3 separate regions of the Mus musculus genome follow, and all the other regions are linked to region 3. A link is a contact called in public Hi-C and Micro-C data. All regions are on one chromosome and are shown on one strand. Each heading gives the region's core, a stretch centred on a gene start, on an enhancer-like site or on the middle of the called end of the contact. The rest is flanking DNA. Distances are from core to core; before and after follow the strand shown.

Region 1 (3,680 bases), core at 624-3,123, 68 kb before region 3:
AGCCATGTTTGACTTTATCGTCTCCTCCTCAGAAGACATTGTAAAATCTATTTGCAGAAAATGCCTGTGTGTGTGTGTGTGTGTATTTAAATATATGTGTATATATTTAGAACTGTATATGTATGTATGTTCTCACACACACACACACACAATTTGTTTTAAAACTCCTTCACTTAGTCATTGGAAAATCCAAAACAAAGATGAAGTCATTCAAGCTGAGTCCTTGGTAAAAGTACACGTATTTTATCCTTGACTTTTTAGAAAATTAAGCCGAAGGACTTATTTTAGACAAAAGCATGATTTTCTCATCCTGTCCTGGGAACATTTAGAAATCCCATCTGAGTGAGCCGTACCATTTAAGTTGTAAAACTCTGTTTCGAACTGCTCTACATTTTCGTCATAATAAATTTGATATTATGGGACATTGTGAGTAAATGAAAGGCATTCTCAAACGTAAACCAAATGTTTTCTCTGTATACAGTAATGAGATTAATTACACTGTTTGGTAGAAAAATAAAGCCCACCCGGACTCGGTGTTCCAGGAGTTCTGATGGGTGTTTATCAGCGTTAACAACCGTGTTTAATAATTTTCAGCTGGCTATTCAGATATCCAAAGACGGGCTCCCAGGCCGAGTGCCGCTGTGGGTTATCCTCCTGAGCGCCTTTGCGGGACTCCTGCTGTTAATGCTGCTTATATTAGCTCTGTGGAAGGTAAGCGCCATGGATACTGCCCATGCTTACTCCAACCACCAAGAGACAATGAGCAAAATAAGTTAGGAGTTATTGATGCTCTCGTACATAATAAAGTGCAAGCTTTCATGTGAGAAGAGAGATTTTTTTAAATGACTTTCATACATTGAGTCTCATTTTTACAGAGTCTCATTTTCACAAAGGAAAAACCATGTGCCTCGATTGGGGATACATATATCCAAAATCCCTGGGCATCCTTTTTACAGGGGAAGATTACTAAGGACCATTTAACTTAACATTTACCTAAAATTGTAATAAGTCTATCTCTTACTTTTTAAAGAAAGGAAAACAAAAACCTAGTTTTATGGCAAAAGTAGTCTGAAGTCCTATATCAATGAAGGACATACGAGGAATAGACTCATAATTGAGATGAACCTTGTTTTAGCCACTCTGTGTGTCTTAAAGATAAAATGCTTCTTTGGTGTATAAACAGAAAAGACAACATATTTTCTTTTGTGTGGCTGTATAAGGAACATGCAATACAATAGTAAAATAGTATAATGAAGAGCATAAGGTTCAGAGACCCCCTATACCAAAATCCTTTGGGAACACCAAGGTGGTAATTTGTTTTCTTTCAAGTTAATTTAGATATTTACTGAGATGGTCTAGGGTGAGAAATGTAAGAACATATTATTTTCAAACAAGCCATGATGATAGCTTTTATGATGAATTTATCAGAAAACAAAATAACAGAGAAAAGTTGAATTCAATATTTTTTCAATTAAATATGGAATTATAATTCTTTCTTGCATTAACATTTTACCTACTGCCTCTTTAAATAAAGCATGCAAAAATTAAAAACTGTAACTACATACTCATTTTTCTATTGTATGAACAGTAGAATTATTTTTATCTAGCGAAATTTTTTTTCTTGCTGAGCTACAACTATTATCACCCTTCCTGAGTTTTCTGTGATGACAAACTTCCTCTTTGGGAGATTTCCTCCAGGGAGAATATGCCCAAGCAGCTTTGGATTCCATAAACAGACTCTATGATCCTTCCCTATCAAAGCTCCAAGACACAGTTCACACTCAGCAGCATCCTCTGAAGTTCCTAGGGGCCAATGTTCTCTGCAGTACCTGGCTTGGCCACACTGTGGTACCCAAGGCCTGGTTTCTACATTGTGCTTGGCACAGACTGGTTTCCTGGCTTAGAAGCACCTCTGATTCACCCTGTGCCTGAGGATGCCTCCTAGTTAGTGTGATGATGTCCTTCTAATTAGTGTGAGCGCTGACTGAGCTCATATGGCATGACGTTAGGGCTCAAGGACAGTCAGGCTGATATTAGGATGAGTTCCACTGACTTCATACCTCTATTTAAACCAAACAAACAAAAGGGAATTTTCACCCACCTGTTTCTAATTCCTTAGTTTGAAAAAGCCCAGATAGAAAAATAAAAACATTTCCAGAAAGTGTTGTGTTGATACCTACTTACAGCTTCTACGATTGTCTTTGCCACCCACAAACGGTCAGCTAACAAACTCTGGGCTGTCTTGCCATGTATGTTTAGTTAGTTCAAACGCCTTCCGGAAAGGCTGCACAATCGCAACTCTGACTCTATGACAGACAGAAGGAGCTAGCTCTTAGTAAGTGCTTACCATGTCCCAGGAACTCTGTTAAGCACCCTGCTTCCAAGCATCCTTGCTATTATGACCCTTAGTGTAGAAGTTGGGTCTGCTTCTTCCTCCCAGAAATAAGACCCACTCTCAAAATATATTTATAATATCTGACTAGATCATAACTTAACCCATTTATTTTAACTTAGACTTTGCCCCATGGCTGATTTCCTGTGCTCAGATACCATGCATCCAGCTCTTCACATCTTCCCAGGGCAAATCTGCCTAACATTAAATCCCAGAATTCTTTCTGCCTCCCGGATGTCCCACCTTCTAGTCTACCCTTTCCAATAGGCCATAGGGTTTTCTTTTAATTGACAGGTGCCACATCCATACAGACACAAGATATTCGCTGAACACCTCAGTCTCTAAACGAGGAATGAAGTTACAGACAAGGTTTGCATGTTTTTCAGGGCCGCAAAGACAGTAATATTCTGAATAAGAGTTTGAGTAGATATTAACTGATTCCATTCTGTGGTCCTTACAACTTTTATAGCAATACATTGTAACTGCATTTTACACCTGTAAATGTTAAAACAAAGGTAAGGAGACTTAGTGAACCATGCCCACCCCACCCCACCCCAACCCCAAGATTATCAAGGAGCGAACAACTAGATACAACTAGCATTGTTTCTAAAACCTCTGCATTTTTTAAAAATAAATTCTTTGGCTGAACAGTACAGGGTATAGGATCATGATTCCTTTGAAACATGTAAAATACTTGACTTAGAAAAAAAATTCAGAGAACATATAAAACAAAATACTACAGTTGGAAGAAAAACCATGAGAAGCAAGGACATGCCTTTTATTATTTGATTCACACGATGTCCAAGTCCCATTGCTGATGAGTCTTCATCTTACAGCTTTGTCGCCCACCCAGCATAACTTATTGATGGGAATATGGTAGTTCCCCATAGTTGGTTTCTCTCTGGAAAACTCCAGGATCCATCAACTGCTCATCAAAATATAATGCAGTATATATAATAAGATACTCTGGGAAATTTTTAAAAATTCACTTGCCTAACTTTTATCATAACACAGTGTTATGAGAATCTTATTTTATTAGTCATTATTGTTAATTTCTTACTAATTTATATCACTTTCATCATCAAAATGTACAAATAGGATAAAACAAAACTTCGTGTCTGTCACTCATTACTGCCATGTTTCAGGCACCCAGACCTGTGGATAAGGAGGACTGGTGTAGCATTACGTTTTAATCTTTTATTAATCGGTATTCATTTGTTTATTCAACACTTATTCCACATTATGCATTGACCACCTACTTCTTGCCACAGGGTATTGAACTAGGTTA
Region 2 (4,096 bases), core at 91-2,590, 78 kb after region 3:
AAGAATTTTAAAAGAACTAGTACTCTTGTGTGAGAACACACATACGCACACTCACACGTAATTTACACATTTTAGAAACCTTTACATGTTCATCATATGCACTCTATAACGTTAGCTACCCAGGATGGAGACTCTCTAGCTCCTTCCACAGCTCTGACGCTTTGATTTCCTGTGGCACAGAAATGGTCTCCGAGCGAACTCCGGCTATTTCAGCACTTTTTGCAAAATACAACACGTCAATCTGAAAGGAGAGAGGATAGTCTAAATAACCCGCACCAAGAAGGCTCCTCGCTCCCCAAATGCAATGGCTCACAAAACTTCAGTATTGGCCTGGTGGTGGTGACACATGTCTTTAAACCCAGAACTGGGGAGGCAGAAGCAGTCAGATCTATGTGAGTTCAAGACAAGCCTGGTCTACCAGAGTGTAGTTCTGGAGAGCCAGGACTACACAGAGAAACCCTGTCTCGAAAAACATAAACAAACAAACAAAACACTTCCATATATCTATAGATTCATATTTGAGACAAACGCTTTAAAATCACTTCTGATTTCTGCCTACTGTTCAGACCTCTCACAATCTCAAGCTTGTGTGGCAGCATTAAAATCCTACTAAATTTCCTTAGAAAACATGCTAAGTCTGACTTGACACGGAATCGATTCTTCCATCAGCCGCGAAGCAGAGACAGAGGTCTGAGTCAGGGGGTGGATTACACAAGTAAATTAAATAACCCAGTCAGCAAAGGCCTAGCTTTCATTTCACAGTGGTCAAATGACCTTTGATTCCGTCCTACATTACGATTGAGTTACAAAACACAGAACATTTGACATGCAGCAAAGCAAATGGGCTTGAATTACAGGATCAACTGGTAGTTTCTAGGCCAAACCCGTGTAATCAGCCTGGGAACTAAGGGACCTGACTGTGCACAAGGTCTCACCTGTCACTCAGTACAACTCGGTCTCTCCACAATAATCACGGCTGCTGCAAACTATCCTGAGCCTGTCAATCATTGGGTGATGCGCATTTCCTCACAATAATTCCTAACTAGGAGCGTTTTAATTTTAAAAAGTGTCAAAATAAATCATCCGGAATGGTAGGGAAAAAAACCGTCTAGGTAATCGGTCGTGAAGGCCATGACCTGGACACCAGAGTTCGGGGACAGAACTTGACATTCAGCGAGCAGCAGGCGCAAGACCCGGAACCCGGGAGGAGTTAGAGAGGAAGGGGCGCCCCAGCCGCGCGAACCAACTCTTACCTGGCACCTAGGAACCATCCCGCTACACACCGCGAAGCCAGTTCTCCAACCCCTAGAGGCGCCGGTGACTCAGAGCGCATGCGCAGCCGGATGCTCCACCTTCTGGGTGGTGCTCAACCCCGGGCGTGTGGACACTGCGCCTGCGTACACTTCGCTCCGCCCCGCCACGCCTCCTGCACCCACAAAAGTTTACTCTGCTTTTGGATCCCAGTGCTGCGACCTCTTGTGTGACCCGGCAGGGTGGCCTTCCCCAGGCTAACCTATGCGGCCCCTCCATCCAGTGTGGGATCCGGGTTCTTATTCGCAGCGTGGAGACGGTATCTGACTGTCACTTCAGTGTTTTAGGCGCTCAGGAGTTTCTGAGCCAGCGACCCCATCCAGACTTCCTAGGTACACATCTCTGCCTTAGTTGTCGCGTGGGTACGTGGATTTAAGTGGCCCTCGCTGGGCGCTCAGTCCGGGTTAACCGTAACTGTGTTCCAACTGTAATCTTAGTAAAAACCTTACCTTTCAGTTGAGAGTGGCGGGGGGCGTGGCTGGGTCACCTGCTGTAGGAAGTCTCACCGAGGAGATTCTTGTGCCAAATACATTTGCCAAAATAGTAACAAATACGGAAGGAAAGGACATTTCACGTTCTGTGTCAAGCTATGGGAACGTAAAAATTGGGTAATAAATTTCCAGAAGGAAAATAGTTGGCAAGATGGGTGTACTCAGTTCAAGGAAGAAATAGAAATGCAGAAGGGGAAGGGTGGGCAGAGGGGAGTAATAAGCCCGATTATGATTTGCATCAACATTTATTTTGATAAGGTTGCTAAACATTAAGGTTAAATATTTATGTCCACATGCTGTTAGGTAAACGAGGAAACTGACAGTCACTCTGGGCTCCTGGGTCGTTTCCAGTGACAGCAATGAGCAATATCTTCAATAGGCTAAGAAACAATGCATAGTTCAATGTGGTTTTGCAAACAAACTGGTGCATATAAAGGCTAGAGCCTATCATTCCTGCTTGGGGGCGGAGAGGGCAGGTGGGACCTCAAAAATTGCCTAAGAGCTCTTCCTAAAAACTTCCTTTGGTGGACTCAGAGATGAGACAGGGTTAAGCCTGTGCTAGGCTGCTCTGCCAGAGGACGCAGGTTCAATTCCCAGCATCCACATAGGCGGTGCTCAGACACTCATACAGGCAAAACACCCACACACATAAGAAATAAAATCTTAACAAGGACAAAGACAAAGCTCAATAATGTTTTACTCTATTCAAATATTAAAAATCCAATTATGAGACCATGACATCAGGATAATGCCATTCATTTTGAAAATATCCTCTTTATTCTACAAGATTCTTAGGGCTGAGATGTTGCTTAGTGTAAAGTCACAATCCACAGCACTGAACAGTAAAAATTTTTAAAATTCTTTTACAAGTTAAAAGAAATAATGTTTTCAAATGGCACACATTTTCCTGCGGTTTTTCTGTTGATGGATTTAACTTAATAGCTTAGTTAAAAAGAAAAAAAATTCTTTGTCAGCCTATTCCAAATCTTGTTGGGGAAACACGCTGTCTCCTTTCTGAGTTATTAGTGGAGTGAGTCTTTTCAAGGTTTTTGGCCTCTAGTACTTCCAGTTTCTATTCATTTTTTTCTTCATTACTCAAATAATAAAAAAAAAAAATACAGCCCTATCTTAAGTTCTGATTGCAAACCAGACTAATACCAGGATATTTTCATGTTATGCTGAAGACTTTAATGTTATTTTAGTTACAAACTCATTAATTACATAAGTGGGTAATTAGAATGGAACATAATAAATTACTAGGAATAGCCTAACCTCTTTAGTAGCAAGGTTATTGTTTTGCTTAAGTTACAATTTATTATAAAAAAAATCTAGTCACTATTTTCTCAGTCTGTACTAAATGAGATGCCATTTAGTTAAAAATACAGACATAAATTTAGATAAAGACATTTCCGCCTTATTTCTAGATTTAAAAAAAGAATCTAAACTCTGATATTAGAAATGTAGAACATTTTGGCTCCTCACAAAAGGATCTATTTATTTGAGGAAGATATCTCAGGAATGACTGTATTTCCAAAAATGTTCATTCCCTTTTCCAAAATGTTTTCCAAGAAATGTCTGTCAGGGTCTATGTTCATTAGATTTGCTAAACAAATTTTGAATGCACAGGTAACATCATTTCCTGTCTGATTAATATTGTGTAAATACTTCCCACCATTACTACTGCACATTACTGCTGTGCAGGTTAGTTTAAATGTCCACCGGTCACACCCTTGAATAAACTGGAAAAGGAGCTCCAATCTAAAAATAATATAGATCAGGCTCTGTGGACATGTCTGTGGGAAAGCCTTGATTGGTAATTGGCCATCCTTGGCATGGTGACGTCCCCTGGTCTGGGCCTTGAATTTTATAAGTCTGGAGAAAGCCAGAAGCAAGCAAGCAGGCGGCATGGTGCACACATTTCTTCTGCTCTTGACTGAGAATGTGAAGTGACCAGTTGTCAGCTTATTGCTGCTATGACTCTCTCTGTAACCTGGAACCACAAGCCAAATAAACCCTTTCTCCCCTAAGTTGCTTTTGGTCAGGGTGTTTTTTCATAACAAGAAAAACAGCTTAGTCTCTACTTGAACTGAGCCTGAAGTGAAAAAAAATTTTTTTTCTGTTTCTAAAACAAACAAGGCAATTTATCTGCCTACTTCAGGGGTTTAAAACAATCAAGCAAACAATCTGGATGTCTTGTGTATTCACCTTCATCACAGCCTATCTCTATTCTTGTCTAAACATTTTCTGTGACCTGTTTTTAGTTATTAATTTAAATCTAAGAGCCCCTAGGTACC
Region 3 (4,179 bases), core at 1,110-3,609:
AGGCTGACTTTTGACTTTGAGATATAGTTCATAGGATATGTTGTTGATAGGCAGCAAGATTGGGTATGCTTCCAAAGGAATCTGTAACTATTTGGCGGGGAGGGGATGGAGAAATGCCTCCAAAGTTAAGAGTGCATACTGCTCTTGAAGAAGAGTTTTGTTTCCAGTACCCATATAAGATGATTATCAATGGCATATAATTTCGACTCCAGGGGTATCTGACACCTCCATTCATATACATATATTTGCACACAGATATAAACACATAGCTAAATACATCTTAAAAAATTTAAAAGAATAACCATTTGTTGAATGACTTAGTGAAAGGCCTACTTACAAGTGATTCACCACAGTTAGCCTATGAAGTTAACTATTTGAGACAACCTTGAGATGTAGGGGCTAATGCAGAGCTCCTCAGGAATGCCAGTTGTCTACTGGAAAGGCACAGCCTAGCAAATAACAGTGTGGCATTGAGTTCAAGGTGGGTGTTCTGTTTTGTACTCAGTTTCAACTTTTCTGAGGCAAAATATGTCTAAGAGAAAAAGCCGCCATCTATAATAGACTTTATTAGGGATGGTAAGGCTGTTTGGAGAGGAACACATCCACTGGCTATGTGGCAGTTGGACCTTGAATAAGACTAAAATAATAAAGAACTGACAGGGACAGAACAAGTAGGATCCTGGGAAAGAGAGTCATCCCCGTGGCTTCTCTCAGTATATACAAATTCAAGACACTGTTAAAAGGTATTTTTACAAGCAGATTACATTGATACTCTTGAGCTGATCTGATGACGTCAAAACCAGGGATATCAGATAATCAGATATCTAAATCCTGCCTTAGCCTTCCTATAACATTTCTTGTAAGCAGGAGACAACGGCTATTGGGAAACAAGGCTCTGCTCTATAATTGGCTAGGTTAGTGCCTTGGATACCAGTATGGACCTTTCTGGTAAGGTGCAGCTTTTAGCTAAGGATCTCACTTTTTTCCCTTTAACCAGTATCTAAACCCATCAGCCTGCACAGGCATACTGCAGCAGAGGGAGGAAAAGAGAGGATTCCTGTCTGTCTAAGGGGCTGAATCTAGGAAGGTAAAAAGCAGAAGGGAAGAGAGGACTGTGGGCTTGTCAGCCTGTCTGAATCCTCTCACTGTCTCAATCCTACCAAGAAAAGACATGGAACAGACTAAGCCATGGACAAAATTATCTAATCCACCATGGACTGGCCACTGTGCCTACGTGGGGTGCAGAAAATCCAGAGCATGGGCCCTGCCCTCTGGAGTGTGGAACAGTCTAGGAGGAAGATCTGCAGATTGGGAATGCTCAGATAAGAGGGCTCATTCAGTGCCAGGCCTTAAATCGCTGGTGCTTTTGTTGCTTCCCTGCCTCTACCGCTATTAACTCAACAGTAAGGGAACAACTTTCCTTTCCAAGGTCAGGGACAATAGTGATAGAAGATTTCCTCATGGCCTACGTCATTGGCCTGACCCAGTCAGTCTCCCAGGGGACAGCAAGCCAATGCTAGGCAGTCCTCGGTCAGTGGCCTTCACACCAAGGAGGAAAAATGAAGCGCGAGCCCTGGGCTCCAGAGCTGCCTGTTTGTTTTGACAATTGGCGCTGTGCCCTTCTCCACTTGTAATTTATGACAATTGCCCAGACGTTATGGAAGTAGCAGATGTGGGCAAACCGTTTCAACATTAACTTTCCTTCTGATACTAATGAAGTTAACTTTTGCTAGGAATTCCTTCAATAAATTGTGAGTGTTTGTTCTTGAGTCTGCACATCACACGCGCACGCACACGTGCACGCACGTACGCACGCACGCACACACGCACACACGCACGCACGCACGCACGCACGCACGCACGTCCTTTAGCTCATGGCTCTTTCACTGCTTATGCCGAAGCAGGTTTTGCCACCGTTTCCCTCCACTTAGTTGAACTTTCTTTATGATCTGTTTTACACGTGACTCCATCTCTTTTCTTCTAACACACTCAAGGTTCTAGTCCGAGTGCTCTTAAACTGTTATTTTAGAGTCCAGTTTGAGCTGTCCGGTGTGTCTTGCATTTCCAAGAATATAGGCATGTTTTACTTCCAGATCTACTAGATTTCAATGAAGCAATCTTGGCTATTTTAGTAGTTTTGTTTATTGGATTTTTTTTATTACACTCTAGACTCCTACTTTAATGATCTCATGACATCTCTTTATTACTTCTTGAGTTTTTCCCACTGTCTCCTATGAGCTGCATCCTTTCAAAAGCAAGGTGACCTCCAAGAAGAGCTGCCGTGCAGCCCTCTGGGTAAGAGTAACGTCTCCTCCTTCAGCGCAGCAGAGGCGAGCCAGCCTGCCTCCAGCCTGAATTTCCTACACCGGATGTTCAGTGTAGATGATGCAATCCTTATCACAAACAATCTGCAAGGGCCGGAGACATGTTTAAGATCATTTCCTGGAACTAGTTGTGATTTGCACTATTTCTTTGTGTAATCTGAAGGCTTGCCCCAAGAACAATCTGAGTTCATTCTATGACTCAGAAGCACTGTAACTAAAATCACTGGTTAGATGAAGACTAACTAAGAACGAGGAGTATTTCCAGTCATGGAAATGTATTTTCTTCTTTTGTCAAGGACTGGTACGTTTTACTTCCTTATAAAGAGAGAAGAACTATGAATGAATATAGCATCAGAGAGAAAATCTGCTGCATCTGATGTATGGGCACATTATTATTCTAATTTTTTGGTTAAGATAAATCTTATTAAAGGTCTTTATTTACTATAAGTGTGATAGCCCCCCCCCATAAATGTCTCTGTGGAAGAAATTTAAATAGAAAGGTCTATATAAGTGGGATTCAATTTTGTAACAGACATTAAACGGGTGTGTTATTGAATTTCCTATGCTTTAAATCGCTTTTTCCATCATCTGTTCTGGACATGAATCTGTGATACACACACACACACACACACACACACACACACACACACACACACATGCATACCACATTTGTGACTCATATTTGGAAGATGCCTGCTATTCTAGAGTGTTTGGAACATATCTTGGGAAATCATCCATGATCCCAAGACCTCCTGTCAGAGGTTCCTCCATGATAATACTGATTACTGGCTCCAGAACAAAGTTTATTTACAAGAGCAAAGAGCTTTTACACATATCCCTTTCTGGTACCCAGTCATCCAAACATTTCCCTCCATCAGAACATAGATGTAAGAAGGGCCAAGTGGCATAGACGAGAGGTAGTTGTTCACATTTTTAGGTACCCTATCATAAGCCAGTGTTGAGTTCTTGTCTAAAAGAGTTCTAAATGGACCCAGCATGATAGAATTGGGCATTTGGAAGGAAAAGAGATTGTCATAGAAACTGGTTACTTCTCTGTTGCTGTGGTAAAATACCATGACCAAGGCAATCTATGGAATGGAGGGTTTGCTCTGGCTAGAGTCTATGATGAGAAAACAGGGCAGCAAAGCAAAAGGGGCAGCAAGCTAAGAGGTCATATCACAATCAGAATCAGAGAGAAGAGAAAGCAAACAGGAAGTAGGGTGAGGATATACACTCTCCAAGCCTGCCTCTGGTGACATATTTTCTCTAATCAGGCCACACATCCTAAATTTCCCCCAAAGAATACCACCAACTGTGGACCAACTGTTTACATGCCTGAGTTGGATGTGAAGAGGGTGCATCTCACTCAAACCAGCACAGACACTTAGAACTAGTGTCTTTTTACAAAAGCAGGACTAGGTCTAATACTTCACAGGAAATGATAAGGACCACATGAAAAAATGCATATGAATCCTTTATAAACCATAATGTAGGTTTACAATACTGTTGCTATTCCAGTGTTTATCTCTGAATTAAAAAGAAAACATTGCCAAAGCACCCAGGAGAGAACTGGGATTTGACATTTGAAGTGTAGCAATCCTAGAAATCATATTGGATGGGTAAAAGTGAGGAGATCTGCGGCATCGTAATGCTTTATGGTGAATATCTCAGCTTTTGGTTTTAACTTCAGGAAAACTTCATGGAGGATGAGTTGAGGCAATAATCCGTGTCTATTCGCTCTCTTATTTCCAGGATGAAAAATTAATTTCCAAGGATTTTCTGAAACAGAACAGGTGTTAAGATGCCTTAGCAATAGTGAGGTTGGTGGACGATGCTGTGACATTGAAAGACCTTG

What was found. Hi-C and Micro-C count contacts between places; a contact is called where the count stands out from the background.
Region 1: a Micro-C map of granulosa cells shows a contact between it and region 3, with 3 times the contacts expected there. The contact joins two enhancer-like sites. A contact is called at or near these places in 8 of 484 Hi-C or Micro-C datasets (the AML12 cell line, the G1E-ER4 cell line, the HPC-7 cell line and 5 more), 2 of 115 datasets of contacts at active chromatin or transcription factors (CD8 T cells and microglia) and 2 of 9 other capture datasets (adipose tissue and liver).
Region 2: a Hi-C map of uterus shows a contact between it and region 3. The contact joins the promoter of Mocs2 here to the enhancer-like site in region 3. A contact is called at or near these places in 1 of 484 Hi-C or Micro-C datasets (uterus), 2 of 115 datasets of contacts at active chromatin or transcription factors (CD8 T cells and the SCID.adh cell line) and 3 of 9 other capture datasets (adipose tissue, liver and pancreatic islet).

What each region holds. Positions count from the first base shown.
Region 1 is chr13:114,962,629-114,966,308 of GRCm38.p6, reverse strand. It overlaps Itga1 (integrin alpha 1), which reads left to right. Exons shown (of 29, transcript NM_001033228.3): 28 at 595-711. Among named protein-coding and RNA genes, the nearest start is that of Itga2, 32 kb to the right of the region's middle. Within about 2 kb of position 1,873, at least 146 of the 459 cell types and tissues checked have an H3K27ac peak or open chromatin away from gene starts, as enhancers often do. A contact at or near this core is called in granulosa cells, where this site is marked.
Region 2 is chr13:114,815,481-114,819,576 of GRCm38.p6, reverse strand. Mocs2 (molybdenum cofactor synthesis 2) reads right to left here and starts at 1,340. Exons shown (of 6, transcript NM_001113374.1): 1 at 1,254-1,340. It overlaps Gm34790 (a long non-coding RNA gene), which reads left to right and starts at 1,353. Exons shown (of 3, transcript XR_382937.4): 1 at 1,353-1,643.
Region 3 is chr13:114,894,306-114,898,484 of GRCm38.p6, reverse strand. All of the region lies in intron 2 of Itga2 (integrin alpha 2), which reads left to right. Among named protein-coding and RNA genes, the nearest start is that of Gm34845, 27 kb to the left of the region's middle. Within about 2 kb of position 2,359, at least 87 of the 459 cell types and tissues checked have an H3K27ac peak or open chromatin away from gene starts, as enhancers often do. A contact at or near this core is called in CD8 T cells, the SCID.adh cell line, adipose tissue and 2 more, where this site is marked.